Regions from separate parts of the Mus musculus genome. Here region 1 is linked to region 2. Evidence: chromatin contacts called from public HiChIP or PLAC-seq data. All regions are on one chromosome and are shown on one strand. Each heading gives the region's core, a stretch centred on a gene start, on an enhancer-like site or on the middle of the called end of the contact. The rest is flanking DNA. Distances are from core to core; before and after follow the strand shown.

The links. HiChIP or PLAC-seq counts read pairs in DNA pulled down with a chosen protein or histone mark.
Region 1: a contact with region 2 is called in an H3K27ac HiChIP or PLAC-seq map of extraembryonic endoderm stem cells. The contact joins two enhancer-like sites. A contact is called at or near these places in 1 of 15 datasets of contacts at CTCF or cohesin (embryonic stem cells), 4 of 484 Hi-C or Micro-C datasets (all in embryonic stem cells), 2 of 115 datasets of contacts at active chromatin or transcription factors (embryonic stem cells and extraembryonic endoderm stem cells) and 1 of 9 other capture datasets (embryonic stem cells).

What each region holds. Positions count from the first base shown.
Region 1 is chr8:69,021,627-69,028,961 of GRCm38.p6, forward strand. No RefSeq gene overlaps it. Among named protein-coding and RNA genes, the nearest start is that of Gm33103, 23 kb to the left of the region's middle. Within about 2 kb of position 5,980, at least 43 of the 459 cell types and tissues checked have an H3K27ac peak or open chromatin away from gene starts, as enhancers often do. A contact at or near this core is called in extraembryonic endoderm stem cells, where this site is marked.
Region 2 is chr8:68,717,885-68,725,240 of GRCm38.p6, forward strand. All of the region lies in intron 1 of Csgalnact1 (chondroitin sulfate N-acetylgalactosaminyltransferase 1), which reads right to left. Among named protein-coding and RNA genes, the nearest start is that of Csgalnact1, 14 kb to the right of the region's middle. Within about 2 kb of position 1,812, at least 18 of the 459 cell types and tissues checked have an H3K27ac peak or open chromatin away from gene starts, as enhancers often do. A contact at or near this core is called in extraembryonic endoderm stem cells, where this site is marked.

The DNA.
Region 1 (7,335 bases), core at 4,730-7,229, 310 kb after region 2:
TGTATGGATAGCACAAGGTAGGCTTGGTGTTCTTTCCTTCTTTCCTTCCTTCCTTCCTTCCTTCCTTCCTTTTTCTTCTTATTTTTATTTTTTACTTCTTTTGAGAGGAAAATCACAATAGGGTCAGACATGGAAAAACTGAGAAGAGATTGTGATTGGAATGCATGCTGTGAAACTCCCAGAGAGTCAATAAAAACATCATGGGGGGGGGGGAATAACACCTAGCTCGTCTTCCTGATCACACAGAGAAAGAACTTTATAAAAGCACAAAGTCAGGTGTGGTGGCTCGTGCCTATAATCCCGACACTAAGGAAGCTGAGGCAGGAGAATTGCTGTGAATTCAAGTTCAGCCTGGACTACATAGTGAATTTTATCTAAGCTATTGAATAGTGAGCTCTAGGCTCATTATTTTAGAACACCAAAAATACAATAGAAGTACAAACACTGCTACATTAAGACGAAAGTAAAACATTTAAGTCATCCAGGGAAGGTGGTTCCAGGGCTCCTCCTAGAACCTGGAACATCCCCTGGTGCTTAATTTCTTACATACAATAATAACCCCGTATAAACTGTATCCTCCTGTACTCTTTAAACTATCTCTAGATTATCAAGATACTTAATCAAGTATCAAGTCAACAGAATCCTGACTTGCTGAGGAGACAAGCCTCTAGACACGTCAGTGAGAGAGTTTCTAGATTAGGTTAATTGAAATGGGAAGACCCACCCTACAGGGCCCCGGCACCACTCCACAGCCTGTAACCCCAGGCTGCATACAAAGCAGGAAGCTAGCTGAGTGTCAGCGTTCCTCTCTGTTTTCTGACAGCAGATGTGATACACAAGCTGCCTCAAGCTCCTGCCACCATGACTTGCCCACCACGATGGCCTGTCCCCTCAAACTGAGACAAAGTAAACCCATCCTCCTTTGCTCTGCTCTTGTCACACTTGATAGCAGCAGCAGACAAGTAACTATATTATGTTCACAAGCACTTTTATTGACAGGGCTGTTGAGGTTTTGTCGTTTAATGTCTATTGCAATGCTAAGTGCAAGACCCCAAAACCTGGAGCATGCATGTGTAGCCCCTGTGACCCTGGCCCCAGTTAACTGTGATTAGTAAATAAAGATGCCAACAGCCAATGGGTAGAGGAGACATAGGTGGGGATGAGGTTTCAGAAGCCGTCATGGAAAAAGGAGAACGTGAAGGAGGGAGGAGAGCCGTGGAAAAACTGAGCCACAAGTATGTGGCTAGCCAATTGGAGCTAAGGGCAGCCCAGATAAACATATTAAGTAATAACTTGGGTTATCGATAGGAAGGTAGATTCTAACAGCATGGAGGGTGGGGTTGCTGCCCAGCTACTGTGCTGACTAAGGCTATTTAAAAATATAAAGGCTGTGTGTGTCTTTCATCCAGGGACATAAATGATCTAAGGCAGGGAAGAAGCCCCAGGCCACATTGCTAAATATTTTTAGTACACAGGGTTATGCCCTCAGCTCCGGTCTTGTTTTTCCAGCATGATAACACTATAAGAGCTTCACATGTCATAACGATGACGATGGAAATGAATGAATTAGTGAGTTAGTGAGTGTAAACTGAAGGAGAGAGATGGGCGAAGGCCAAGGCAGAGAACACAATAGCATACATAGATTAGGGAGTCATCCACTGAACTTAAATGATAGGATCTGGGAAACACTGGCTTGGCCCTGAGAAGCTAGAACTTACAGCAAGCAAACCACAGCGCCTGTGGCGGCTTGTATGCTCTAACCTGGAAGGTGCCAGATGAGTGATCAAAACAAGGCCACTTCATAAATTTCCCGCAGGCCTTTTGTCAAGTAACAGTTTCACAGCGTTGGTGAGGTGGGAGGTGTGAAGAGAGGAGCTAAAAATCCCTAAAACTTAAAAAAAAAAAAAAAAAATCCCTGAAATTGAGAAAGCAGTTGCCAAGTACACTCAACCGTGTGGTGAGGGCGCCACCTGGTGGATTTACACAGGATGAACAAAGACTGCCCAAGAATGTCAGCCCAGCCTCCTTCCAACGCTGAGTTCCAGACCTGCCTGATACAACAGAAAAATAATCCCGAACCCCTGAACCCTAGTGTAACTAAAACAACCCTGAATAACAAAAGAACCGATGGGGATTTTACTATCCCCAGTTTCAGGTTGTACTACAAAGCTATAGTAATAAAAATAGCATGATGTGGATACAAAAACAGACATGCTGACCCATGGAATCAAATTGAAGACCCAGACATAAATCTACAAGCCTATGGACAAAACTCAACTTCAAATGAATCAAAAACCTCAACATAAAACCAGATACACTGGACCTGACAGAAGAGGAAGTGGAAAGAGCTCGAGCTCATTAGCATAAGAAAAATCTCTCTTTGAACAGAAGACCGCCAGCACAGAAACTAAGATAAACAACAGATAAACAAGGAATACTTGGGAACCTAAGAAGTTTCTGCACTGCAAAGGACATCGTCATTCAGACAAAGTGTCAGCCGGTAAAATGGGAAAAGATTCTGTTACCAACCAGATATCTGATAGAGGATTAGTATACAAAAACCAAACTAGGTACCAAGAAAACAAACCAATTTTAAAATGGGGCACAGATCTAAACAGAAAATTCTCAAGAGGAAATTCAAAAAGCCTGACAAACTCTTAAAGAAATGTTCAACATTCCTTAGCCACCAGGAAATGCAAATCAAAACTATTCTGAGATTTCAAGATACACCTGTCAGAATGGCTAAGACCAATAAAAGAAGTGACAGCTCGCCGGGCGTGGTGGCACACGCCTTTAATCCAAGCACTTGGGAGGCAGAGGCAGGCGGATCTCTGAGTTGGAGGCCAGCCTGGTCTACAGAGTGAGTTCCAGGACAGCCAGGGCTACACAGAGAAACCCTGACTGGGGGGGGGGGGGGTGACAGCTCATGCTGGCAAGGATGTGGAGGAGAACACTTATCCATTGCTGGTGGGGGTGAAAATGTGTACACTCCCTGTGGAAATCAGTGTGGAGTTCCTCAGAAAGATGGGGATAGATAGATCTACCTCAACATCCAGCCCTATCGTTGGCATGTACCATACAGACACTTGCTCAACCATGTTCAGTAGTTCGTTGTTACTCTATTGATAGTAGCCAGAAACTGGAGGGAAAAAAGCTAGATGTCCCTCAACAAGAATGGATAAAGAAACTGTGGTACGTTTACACACTAGAGTATTACTTAGCTGTTTAAAAAAAAGACAACTTTTGTAGATAAATTGATGGAATAGAATAAATTATCCAGAGTGAGGTAACCTAGACCCAGAAAGACTAATATGGTATGTATTTGTTTATATGTGGGTATCAGCTGTTAAGTCAGTGATCACCAAGCTATACTCTGAAGAGCAACAGATAGATATAGGGTAAGGGAAAGGAAATAGAATATATAGTTATGGGTGGATGGGGGAGCCAGAATGGGAGAATAAAGAGAAGAAGTGAGAAGAGGAAGATGAGGGAGGGAACAGAATGAGAGGCAGCTAAATAAAGGGGCATTTGAGTGGTAATATGGAAAACTAACACAATAGAAACTACCTAAAATATATGCATATATGAAGGGATAGATAAGATCACCAAGTTATGGGGAGACAGAGTCTGAACTGGTTATCTCTTATCACCACATGAATCTTCCAATATTAGGATTGGGTTACATCTTATTGAGTTGTAGGCCAAGGAGTTTCATGGGAACCCCTCAAACAACCCAAGTCGTTGCTGAAACTATAGGTTGCTCTCCACAAAACTGAAGGGAAGGCCCTATTGCTGAAGACAATACCTACACAACCCATTGACTATGGAGAAGTAGAGGCAGTGCCTGCAAAGAGCCTTCACTCCTACATTCTAGCATCTTTGGAACACCAGAAGGGAAACATGAACATCATGCCGACCACAAACCTTTGATCTACAGTAGTGTCTTGCCTGCAACGTAAGTAGGGCAATGGTGGCACAAGGCTTATGGGAGTAACCAACCAATATAAGATTTGACTTAAGACCTACACCATGACATGGAAACTATACCCAACACTGCTTGGATGCAACAACCAGAGACTAGATTGCTTAGAGACCTAGGGTAAAACCAAATATTATTATTAAGGGGAAAAATGCAGCAATGAAATGACTCCTAATGACATTCTGCTATATTGATAGATTTGTGCCCTGCTCAGTTATCATCAGGGAAGCTTCCTCCTGCAACAGATAGAGAACGAGACAGGACAAAGACCCATAGCCAGACAGTATGAGAGTGAGTAACCTTGGAATGCTCAGCCCCAAGAGATTGTCTCTATCACATCCTCCCCTTGGGGCTCAGTAAACTCTCAGAGTAGGAAGCAGAAAGAGTGTAAGAGCCAGAAAGGATGGAGGACACCAAGAAAACAAGGCCCTCTAAATCAACAGGACCTTCACACATGAACTCACAGAGACTAAAGCCACAGCCACCGTGTACCAGCTCTTTCATCCAGCTGAGAAGAGAAGTGGATACAAGCCCCACTGGAACCCAGCAGCTGTCTCTAATTGATAACCACTTTGCAAATAAAAATAAAATTTGTTTCCTCGGAGGGAGTCTCACTGGGGAAACAAACCTCTCTTAAGGGTAGGCCCCATGGCCAGCAGTAGACGGCCGACACAAAACAACTCAGAAGCATCTTTGGAGGCTTCTTGTCTCGTAATGTCCTGATTAGGGCTTTTCCTCTTCTTCTTCTTCTTTTTTTTTTTTTAATTTTATCTTGTTTTTTATTTTTATTTTATTTTGTCTCCCCAACCCAGGTCCTTCGCATATATACTAGGTTTCCAGTTTATTGTTTTTGTTTTTTTTTTCTTATTGTTTTTGGTTTTTGAGGCAGTGTTTCTGTGTAGCCCTGGCTGTCCTGCAGCTCATATAGATTAGCTGGCTTCAAACTCAGAGATCTGCTTTACTCTGCCTCCTGTGTGCTGGGATTAAAAGTGTGTGCCACCACATCTGGCCAGTTTACTGGTTTTATGAGATTCTGAGTATGCAAATAACAAGTGGATCTATTTCTTATGCTTTTAATTTTTTTTGTGTGTGTGAAGAGCTCTTTTCTTCTGTTTTGTGTTTTGTCCTATTCCAATGTTAGCTTTGGTTTTATCTTATTATATTTTTTTACTATCCCTTAAAGGTCCCTTTGTTTTCTAATAAACAACAGAAATGGAATAGATCCAGCTGGGAAAGGAAGTGGGAAGGGCTGAGGAGGAGGAAGAAGAGGAAGAAGAGGAGGAGAGGAGGAGGAAGAAGAAGAGGAGGAGGAGGAGGAGAGAAAACTTTTATCAGGACACATTATGTGAGAAGATAATCTATTTTAAATAAAAAGGAAATGCCAAAATTAATTAATTAATTAATTAATTAATTAATTAATTAAAAACAAAAAATAAAAGTATATAATTCTCTGATTTTTCTTAAGCTTTCATCCTCTTTACATACATGCATGTGTGTATATGTCTGTATTTATTTTTCTATTGCTACTAGAACAAATCCTACAAACTCAGTGGCTTAAAACAATACATCTTTTTCAAAACTCTTACTGTTCTGTAGAATAGAAATCCAAAATAAATGTCGCTGGGCTAAAATCCACGAGATGGCAGGAGGCACTCTTCTGCAGGATCAGAGTTCTGAAGAATCTGTGTCTGCGCTTTTCCCAGCTATCTGAGACCCCCATGTTCTCACAGCCCCTTCCACCTTCAGAATCCTTCTGACCCTTCTCTGGCCACACTTCACACTCGCACATTGGCTGGGACAGGTTCCCTTCCCTTAAAGATTCCATTTCTTAGATACAATCTGTCTCCTTCTCTCCCCCGCCCCCAACCCAACCCCAGAATCTGAAGACATATAATCACACCTGTAAATTTCCATGTTGTTGAGGCTCAGGCAAAGATACCCTGGGATGGTGCTTTGATCCACTATCAGGCCTGAGAAGTTGCTCAGAATGCAGGTTCCTCTGACCTTGTCTGCTTTCTCTCCTGAGCACAGGAACAGGCTCACTCTGGAACTCACTTATCTGACCAAAGGGAGAAGTGCAATTGTCTTAAAAACCTCTCCCTAAGCATCCCATCAAATAACCAGGGAAGATTAACTACTGGGGACAGAGACTAGCCATCTCCACACCTCCTGCCCAGACAGCTTTTCCAGTTTTTCCTCTCTAGCACATGGATGAACTCCAGCGCTGAGCTGCACCTCCAGCCTCCCCACCCCCTTGCCTTTTCATCTATTCTTCTGAGGACAACTCCTGGAGATTGCTCAAGAGCCTTTATCTACCCACCCCGCCAACCTTTGTTCCTCTCGCACATTCCTTTCCCTACCTCTCCCACTGCTTGCTGACAACACCCTCCCCTCCCGAGGATTCCAAGCTTCTCCCTATCCGAGTCTCCTTTCTTCTCTACAGCTGGAGAATTATGAAAGACTTGACCATCAGATCCTTTAGAGGAGACTAATCCTTTGTTCTGGTTTTGCCCAGTCATACACTCCCTCCTCTGCTCCTTGCAGCAACACGGGACAGCCAGAGTAAGTTTGTTACTAAGACACATAAAGGCTTTTCCATGGCAGACACCATCCAGATTAAGTCTGGACTCTAGGCTTCTGTCCATTGTATATATCTTGGTTATCTCCTAAAGGAATGTGCCAGAAACAATCTACCAATGTCTACCAAACATTACTCAAAAGCAGACAGCATTAACAAGGATAACTGGCTTAAAAGAGAAGGTGCTCAGACTTGGGAGCCAAGTTGGTCTGAGTTCAATAAGGCTCTGCTATTTGTTGTACGAGAAGTGACTATCTGAAATCAAGCTGATCATTTTACATCTGACTCAGTTTTTCATCTGCACAATGGTACCATCATGCCAAATCCAGCAGGATGAAGTGAGAGGCCCTTTAAGAGTACCACATATCATGAAGTTCTAACTGAAAAGGAATCTTAGTTGAGAAATGGATGAAAGTCAATATTTCTTTGAAAGTCAACACAATTAATTAATGGGGACAGAACGCAGAGGTTTGTAGGAGTGGGTGAGTCACCGGGAAGAAGTGTGAGGAGACTGTTGTCTTTGAAGGCTTACAAGTGTATGCTTTCTTTATCAGAAAAGTATATATATATATATATAAAACAAATTTATCAGTACTCACTCAAAACTTACACATGTTGGATGTGTTACACTCCAATTATTTAAAAAAAAATTGAAGAGGAGAGAAGCAAAGGAGAAAAGAGTATTTTCCCAAAAAACACTTGGGAAGCTGGGAAGCTGGGTGGGTGAGGAAATCTTAGCTCGGGAGACAAGACAATGATCTCAGCTCTCTAACCCTGC
Region 2 (7,356 bases), core at 562-3,061:
GAGTCAAGAAGCTGAGAGCATGGGGTCAGAAACAGGTCATAAAGCTCACCACTAATAACCCACTTTCTGCCAACCAGGCCGTGCATCATAAAACACCAGGGATCCAAATCACAAGCCTGTGAGGGACAGGGACAGTTCGCATTCAAACTCAGGACATTTCCTGCTAGAAGACTCTTAAAATAAGACCCTCTAGACAATGCATCAGAAGTATATACATCCCAGAATGTCTGAAATGCAAGAACAGTAAGTGAGAACACACATGCACACAAATACACACATGCTTGTAGCAAATACATGTGAATGCTCACTATAAAACACAACACCACCTAATTTGTCAATTTTGTAAAATGATAAACAACCAGGGATCATGTTTTTGCTTTAAATATTCCATATTGTTTTTTAGGAAGAGGCACCAAGATGAGGTCAAATGTGCTGGCTCACACTTGTAATCCCAGCACTTAGGAGGTAGAGACAGTGGGACTACTGCTAGTTCGAGCCTCGCCCTGTCAACATAGCAAATCCCAGGCGAGTCAGGCCAAGTCAAAAAAAAAAACCTGATCTTAAGAAAGAAGAAAAAAGGAGATAGGGTGGGAGGGGTGATACTGGTTAGTGATTGATTTGTTAACTTAAATATGTGGAAACAATTCCATGAGATAAAGCGAAGAGGGAGATAGTAAAACATTTAGCTTCCAGAAGTGGTGTGATAAAAGTGGGGAGTGGGGGAAGAATAGAAACGAGAGGAGGGTGTAAAGGGGGCCGGGGGAGGAGAAGCTGAATCTGGTTGAATCCCGCAACCTAAGTGAATCCCCTCATGAATCCTGCTTTCTGCAGACATTTCTTGAGATAATTAACAAAAATGTAAACCTGGTCTGGTTATTATCAGGCAAGTTTTAAAGGGTAGTTATTAAAATTTAACTGTTGAAATTGCACAGTAGCTACACGTAGAGTTAGTTATTAAGTTAAAAATACCTTCTCTGTTGCCACCGGGTGTTCTGCTCGATAAGCAAGGAGCGGTTTTGAAAGCTGCAAATGTTCTCTAGCCACTGGGAGGCAATTGAAAGTCCCCAAGGCTGTGGTGTCACGAAATGCAGCAAGAAGAGAGTTGAATGTGTAGACCGACCTTCCAAGAAGACCAAGACAGAAGGAGCTTCGGCCTCAGCTCCTCACCCTCCCAGGTCTACACAGGCAGGCTATGGTGTCCTCCTTTTCCGCCTACTTCCTTCTCTGGTCCATAGCTGCTGCACTGGTCCCTCCAGGTATGATGCAATAGCTCCTGACAGATGTCATAAAAATGGAGTGACAGAGGTCATGGAGTGCCTTTGGTACTTTAGACAAGAATCACAATAATCAGCTTGGGCTCATCACTATTCAGGCTTCAGGTTACATTTCCTCCACAGTCTTGGAGCTAAATGTGACCAGGTGGCTGAACTCTGGTGAGTGGGGTATAAGCTAAAGGTTGGATGAGATATCCTGAAGGCATCCTTGAAAGGGAAGAGGCACACCTTCCTCTATTCTTCCTTTCCTACTGCGTCTGGGACTTTAGCAGCTTCCTCTGAGACTTACACACGCCGTGAGAAGGGTGAGGGAACCAAATGGTTTGTTCCTGGAACCTGTTTGAAAAAAGTCTCCATGAATTACTCAGTTACTTCTATATAAGAGAGGAATAAACTTCAGTTTTACATTGCTGCTGTGTTGATATGAAGGCAAATTTAATCCTCACTACTGCAAAAGCCTTCACATTCTCTAGACCATAGCATATTTAAACCAAGACCATCTCTTTCTCATGTGTGCTTTTGTAAGTTTTTGGTGGATCCCTCACTGGTCCCTCTGACCCACATTCCTGGGATGTGGTGGGTGATTCACTCAGGTATTCTCTTCACACCATCCACCCTCCCTTTTCCTGAATTTTGCTCGTCTGTCTTCTGTACATGGAGCCCCAAAGCAGAGGTGACAGCTCCAGGCTTGTTCTATCACCATACAGGGCCAGGTCTGGGTCACAGGAAGCAGACATACAGAGAGAGAGAGAGACAGAGAGAGAGAGACAGAGACAGAGAGAGACAGAGAGAGAGAGAGACAGAGAGAGAGACAGAGTGAGACAGAGACAAAGACAGAGAGAAAAACAGGGAGGGAGGGAGGAAGGGAGGGAGAGAGAGACAGAGAGAGAGAGAGAGAGAGAGAGAGAGAGAGAGAGAGATCACACACACAAGTCACTCCCATGCACTTTCCCAGCCTTTCCTTTCACTGCACCAGCAGAGCCCCTAGCCTGAGGACACAGAGTCCATGTAGCCTCCCCCGCAGCATTCTCTGCAGGTCAGGCAGCTTCCTCGGGAAGACAGAATGGCAGAGCCTCGAGTCCAGGCTTCCCTGCTCGAATCCTAGTACAAATCTGCATTGATGCCTTTTATTGCCCTCGGAATATGGAGGATTTTCATGGAATTCGAAGCTGAGGTTCCCTATTTCCTTTGAAAAGTGTCCATTTTTGTTTCTCTTGCAACTTATTTTAGTAACTTCTCACTACTCTACTAAGGTATTAGTCAAACTTCCCATCTCAGCATCCTATCTCCAAAACAATAAATTCTCTAAGGCGTGCATCTGTGGCAAAGCACCGAAGAGAATGCAGCAAGCCGTTAACAGTACTGAGAAGCCCCTCCCTCTATAGCATTGAGATAGCTCCTTTCACACAGCAAACTAAACACAAAGACTTGCTATTTCTCCTGCTTTGCAGATGAGAGACTTGGATAAGAGGTGCAAGACAAAGTAGCAACAGAATACTTAGTTTCATAGTTAGTGAAGACAGTTGGTCTAACCCAGATATAACCTCAGAGCTACATGATAGTTCATCATACTATATAAACCAACAGGTTGTTGGCCCATGAATTTTCTGGACCCTCTTCAATCTTGGGTTAAATACTCAGAACTAGTAAGTCTGATCTCAGGCTATGAAAAGCAAGCAAGACACTGAGATTTTAGGCATGGAAGCCCAGTTCTCCAGCTGAGCCCTGCCGCTGCCCAGCTGCAGCCAACACTTCCTGGGATCACTGCCTGGCAGCTGTTGCTACTCATTTAACTGGCTACAGAACGCTGTGACTCTCCAAGGAAACACTGGGATTTTGAATCATCAAGTTCTGGTTCCCAGCGATCTGACAATTAGCAAATACAAAATGCAAATTCTTCTTTAGGCACAGATAAATTCAAATGATATGGACCCCGTCTTCAGCTGGCCATGGCAGCAATCTTGCCCTCAAAATCTTTCCAAGTTCCCCGGGTTGCTAATCCACCATGTGTAAAGAGCCTGGGGGGAGCAACGCTCCTCCCATCATTCTCTGCCAAGGAACTTCCTTGTTGAAAGTGCAGGAGTGCAGGACTCCAGGTCTGTTCCCATCTCCAGCATCCATGAGGACCTCAGTGTGCCACCTCCAGCATCAATGAGGACCTCAGTGTGCCACCTCCAGCATCCATGAGGACCTCAGAGTGCCACCTCCAGCATCCATGAGGACCTCAGTGTGCCACCTCCAGCATCCATGAGGACCTCAGTGTGCCACCTCCAGCATCCATGAGGACCTCAGTGTGCCACCTCCAGCATCCATGAGGACCTCAGTGTGCCACCTCCAGCATCCATGATGACCTCAGTGTGCCACCTCCAGCATCCATGAGGACCTCAGTGTGCCATGCTTCCTCTGAGATTCCACTTCTCACTAATGAAGCAGAAAATTTGAAGGAAGTAGTCCAGTTTTTGAGCTTAGTGTCCATATTTTAATTTAGAGCCAAATCTCGTTTTTATCTGACCATATTCAAAAATCAAATAGAAATAAATTTTCACTTTAAGAAGATATGGACATAATTCCCATATTCATAAGTTGAACACAATGCTGCTGTTTGTATTATGACAGGATACAGGCACTTTCGAAAACCCCAGCATGCACTGCGAGGACCACTGAGAGGAAAAACCTATTAGCCTGATAACCAGACATTACAGGAAACTTGTGGCTTAAAAGCTTTCCTCTCAGAGAGTAACAAGCCATCAACTGGGCCTGATCTATTTCAGATCCATCAGCCTCATTACATGTGTATGCATGCATCTATATATATACATAGGTCCACAGAAGAATACAGATTTTTTTCCTGAGTTTTAAATAAAAAATAAGAGCCAGGTGTGTTGGCACAAGTCTACAATATCAGCACTCAAGAGGAGAAGCAATATCAAGAGTTCAATGTCACAGCAACTTCAAGGCCAGCCTGGACTACACAAGACCCTATCATTCAATTAGTTGATATTAATTTTAATTAATTATCTAATTAATTAAGTGACTTTGAGCTGGCCCAGTAGATGAAGTGCTTGCCATTAAAGCAAGAGAACTGAAAAAAATAAAATAAAATCCAGGCGGATATGGCAGCTTCCTATAGTCTCTGCTAAAGGCAGGAAGAAACAGGAAATTCGCAGAGTAAGCTGGCTAGCGCAACTAGCCAAAAATAGTGAGTTCTAGGTTCAACAAGGACTATAATATAAATTATAAACTGAAGAGCAATTGAGAAAGACAGTTTACATCAGCCTTGGGGCGCCACAAGCACATACACACACATGCCAACGCACATGCAATACACATGTACATATGGATACACACTCATACATGCACACAAAAATATTAATAACAAATATTAAAATAGAAAGGTGGGTAAATAGTAAAAAAAAAAAAGATGAAGATATAGTTCAGCATCACAGTGCTTGCATAGCATGTGTGAACCCCTAGGTCCAATCTTGAGGACTGGTGTGTGTGTGTGTGTGTGTGTGTGTGAGAGAGAGAGAGAGAGAGAGAGAGAGAGAGAGAGAGAGAGAGAGAGAGAGAGAGAGAGAGAGAGAGAGAGAGAGAGAGAGAGAGAGAGAGAGAGAGAGAGAGAGAGAGAGAGAGAGAGAGAGAGAGAGAGAGAGAGAGAGAGAGAGAGAGAGAGAGAGAGAGAGAGATCAGTACTACTCTGGTATTCTCATTAGGGGGTGAATAAAAGGTCCACAAACCAGCAGACTGAGGTATGTGTCACAGGTAATGACTGAGCTATTATTCTAAATGATAATTCCAGGCTTGCACAGAACACTTTGCCTAATTAGACTTCACACAGGGGGGAAAATACTTTAATATTTAACAAGTATAATGGTGCAATCAATGTACACAAGTCAGGCCTGATAAGGAGTATTGCTTATTAAAGAGAAAGACGGATGGCCATTGGAAGGTTTAATCATTAAATGTAAAATCTCACAGGCTCCGACTGTGAACACCAGCCACATACTTTAAAATTACCTCGTCACCCACAGACACTTGATACATCACTTAGTTCAGTCCTCTTGCTCTGTTCAACTACAGAAACACCAACACCATAGATAAAAAAATAAAAAGTTAAAAAACAAAAAAACAAAAACCTAATCCCTGCTGTTCCTCAAAGCTGTCCTCTTTTAAGCCACTTTGGCTAATGTCACAATCCCAGAGAGTCAAGATGTCCAACATCTCTCAATAATCACTTCAGTTAGGTAATTAGCCCTCCTTTTTATTACCTTCAAGAGCACTTAAAGTGTTGGAAGCCTTCCTGACTGTATTAGATCCAGCCTGCCACAAGATGGTGAATACATAATTTGCTTATAGGTAATTCTTAAGAAAGCACACAGTAAACAGAGATACAGTGAAAATAGGCACAGTTACCAACTGTATGCAAGAGTAAAAGACTTTAAGCATGAGTTTTCTGCTTGCTTTATCCAGGTCAGCTTTCCATTCACAAACTGGGATCCCAGAGTCCTTTGCCTATTCATGAACACTGTTTCTGACTAACCCTGTTGATGACAGAATCCCTGTGCTTGTTGACCTCTATGTATTCATTGGAGGCCTCATGTGCATACATCCTGTCCATAGGCACTGGAATATAGCAAAACCGTTAACAGCAGGGGCTGGAGGTGGGAACATGAACTGTGGTCCCTACACTCAGGAATCTACAGACTGATCCAATGATGACATAAGAGCAGCGAAAGTGTCCACAATCCCATATGGTGGTTATTGTTTGGTTTGGTTTTGGAGAAGGTCTCATCTAGCCTGTGTTAACCCTAATTTTCTGTAGCTGAAGATGAATTAGAACTCTTGGTCCCCTTGCCTGTACCTCCCAAGTGCACCAGCAACCCTAGTTTTATACAGAGACGGAACTCAGGGCTTCATGATCACTAGGCAAGTACTCTACTAACCTAGCTACATCCCCAGCTCAGAATATCACGCTTCCACTTATTAAACATAGGAAATACAATAGACTTGGGATCAAAAGCTTTCTTTTCCTTCTTGAGATCAAAAGTACATGGTTCTTTTTTGTGTAAGTTCTTCCTACACAATGACCAGACTCAACCATCAGAAACAGTTTCCACAATGGTAAATGAATTCTATAAGGAAAGTGTTTCAATAGTATTTACTTTTTAGTAAACATCTCTGTTCCTTCTGCACACGCTGTATTTCAGGAGGAAAATGAGACTTATGTTTAATTGGAAACCACATTATTCAACTCCTGACAAGCCCCAGTGACACACATGCCATGTCTTTCCTATGTACATCCCATTTTTGCCTCCAAACAACTCCTCAGAACTATTCTCAGAAATAAAATCTCTTTATTTTCAGAAAGATCATAGATTTGCAATGCAGAGAAAAGGCATTTCACATTTTAACTAACAAGTTGAAACTGTACAAGTGAAACTGAGATCATGCACACACGCGCACACACAGACGCACATATACTCCCATGTGTGTATAGATGTGAGTATAGGTAAAAGTGGAAGCTAAAGGTTTACATTAGTTTTATTCCTCTATTTTATTTCTCCTTTGTTTTTTGTTTTGTTTTGTTTTTTTGTTTGTTTGTTTTTTTTAGCACAGGCTCTCTCACTAAAACTGGAGCACACCAATTTCTAACTCTGAAGCTTAGCAGTGTGTCTAAAATGGCTGAGTTCCAACAATCTGCCTGTCTCCCCTACTCATCACCCAGTGCTGAGTTACAAATACCTACACTTGGGAGTCAAATGCAGGTTCTCATGGTTGCCAAACAAGCACTTTACTGATTTACTGATACAGCCTCTCATTTCCATTCCTGATGTTACGAATTCAGCAAGATGTGAAAAGAGGTCCCTATGCTATTGATATGGACACTGAGTGCTTACCATCCAAGAGGAGGCAGTCTAGGTGGCACTAAACCCCTCCTTTGTAGGGCTTTACTCTTCTGGACTCCTAAGGCCAGAATCTCTCATTTGTTCATCTGTGGCAGCACCAAGCACACAGTAGGAGTCCGAAACTTGGGAGCAGACAGAGCTGTCAGTTACATTATTGTAGGGGTATTGTAGGGGCG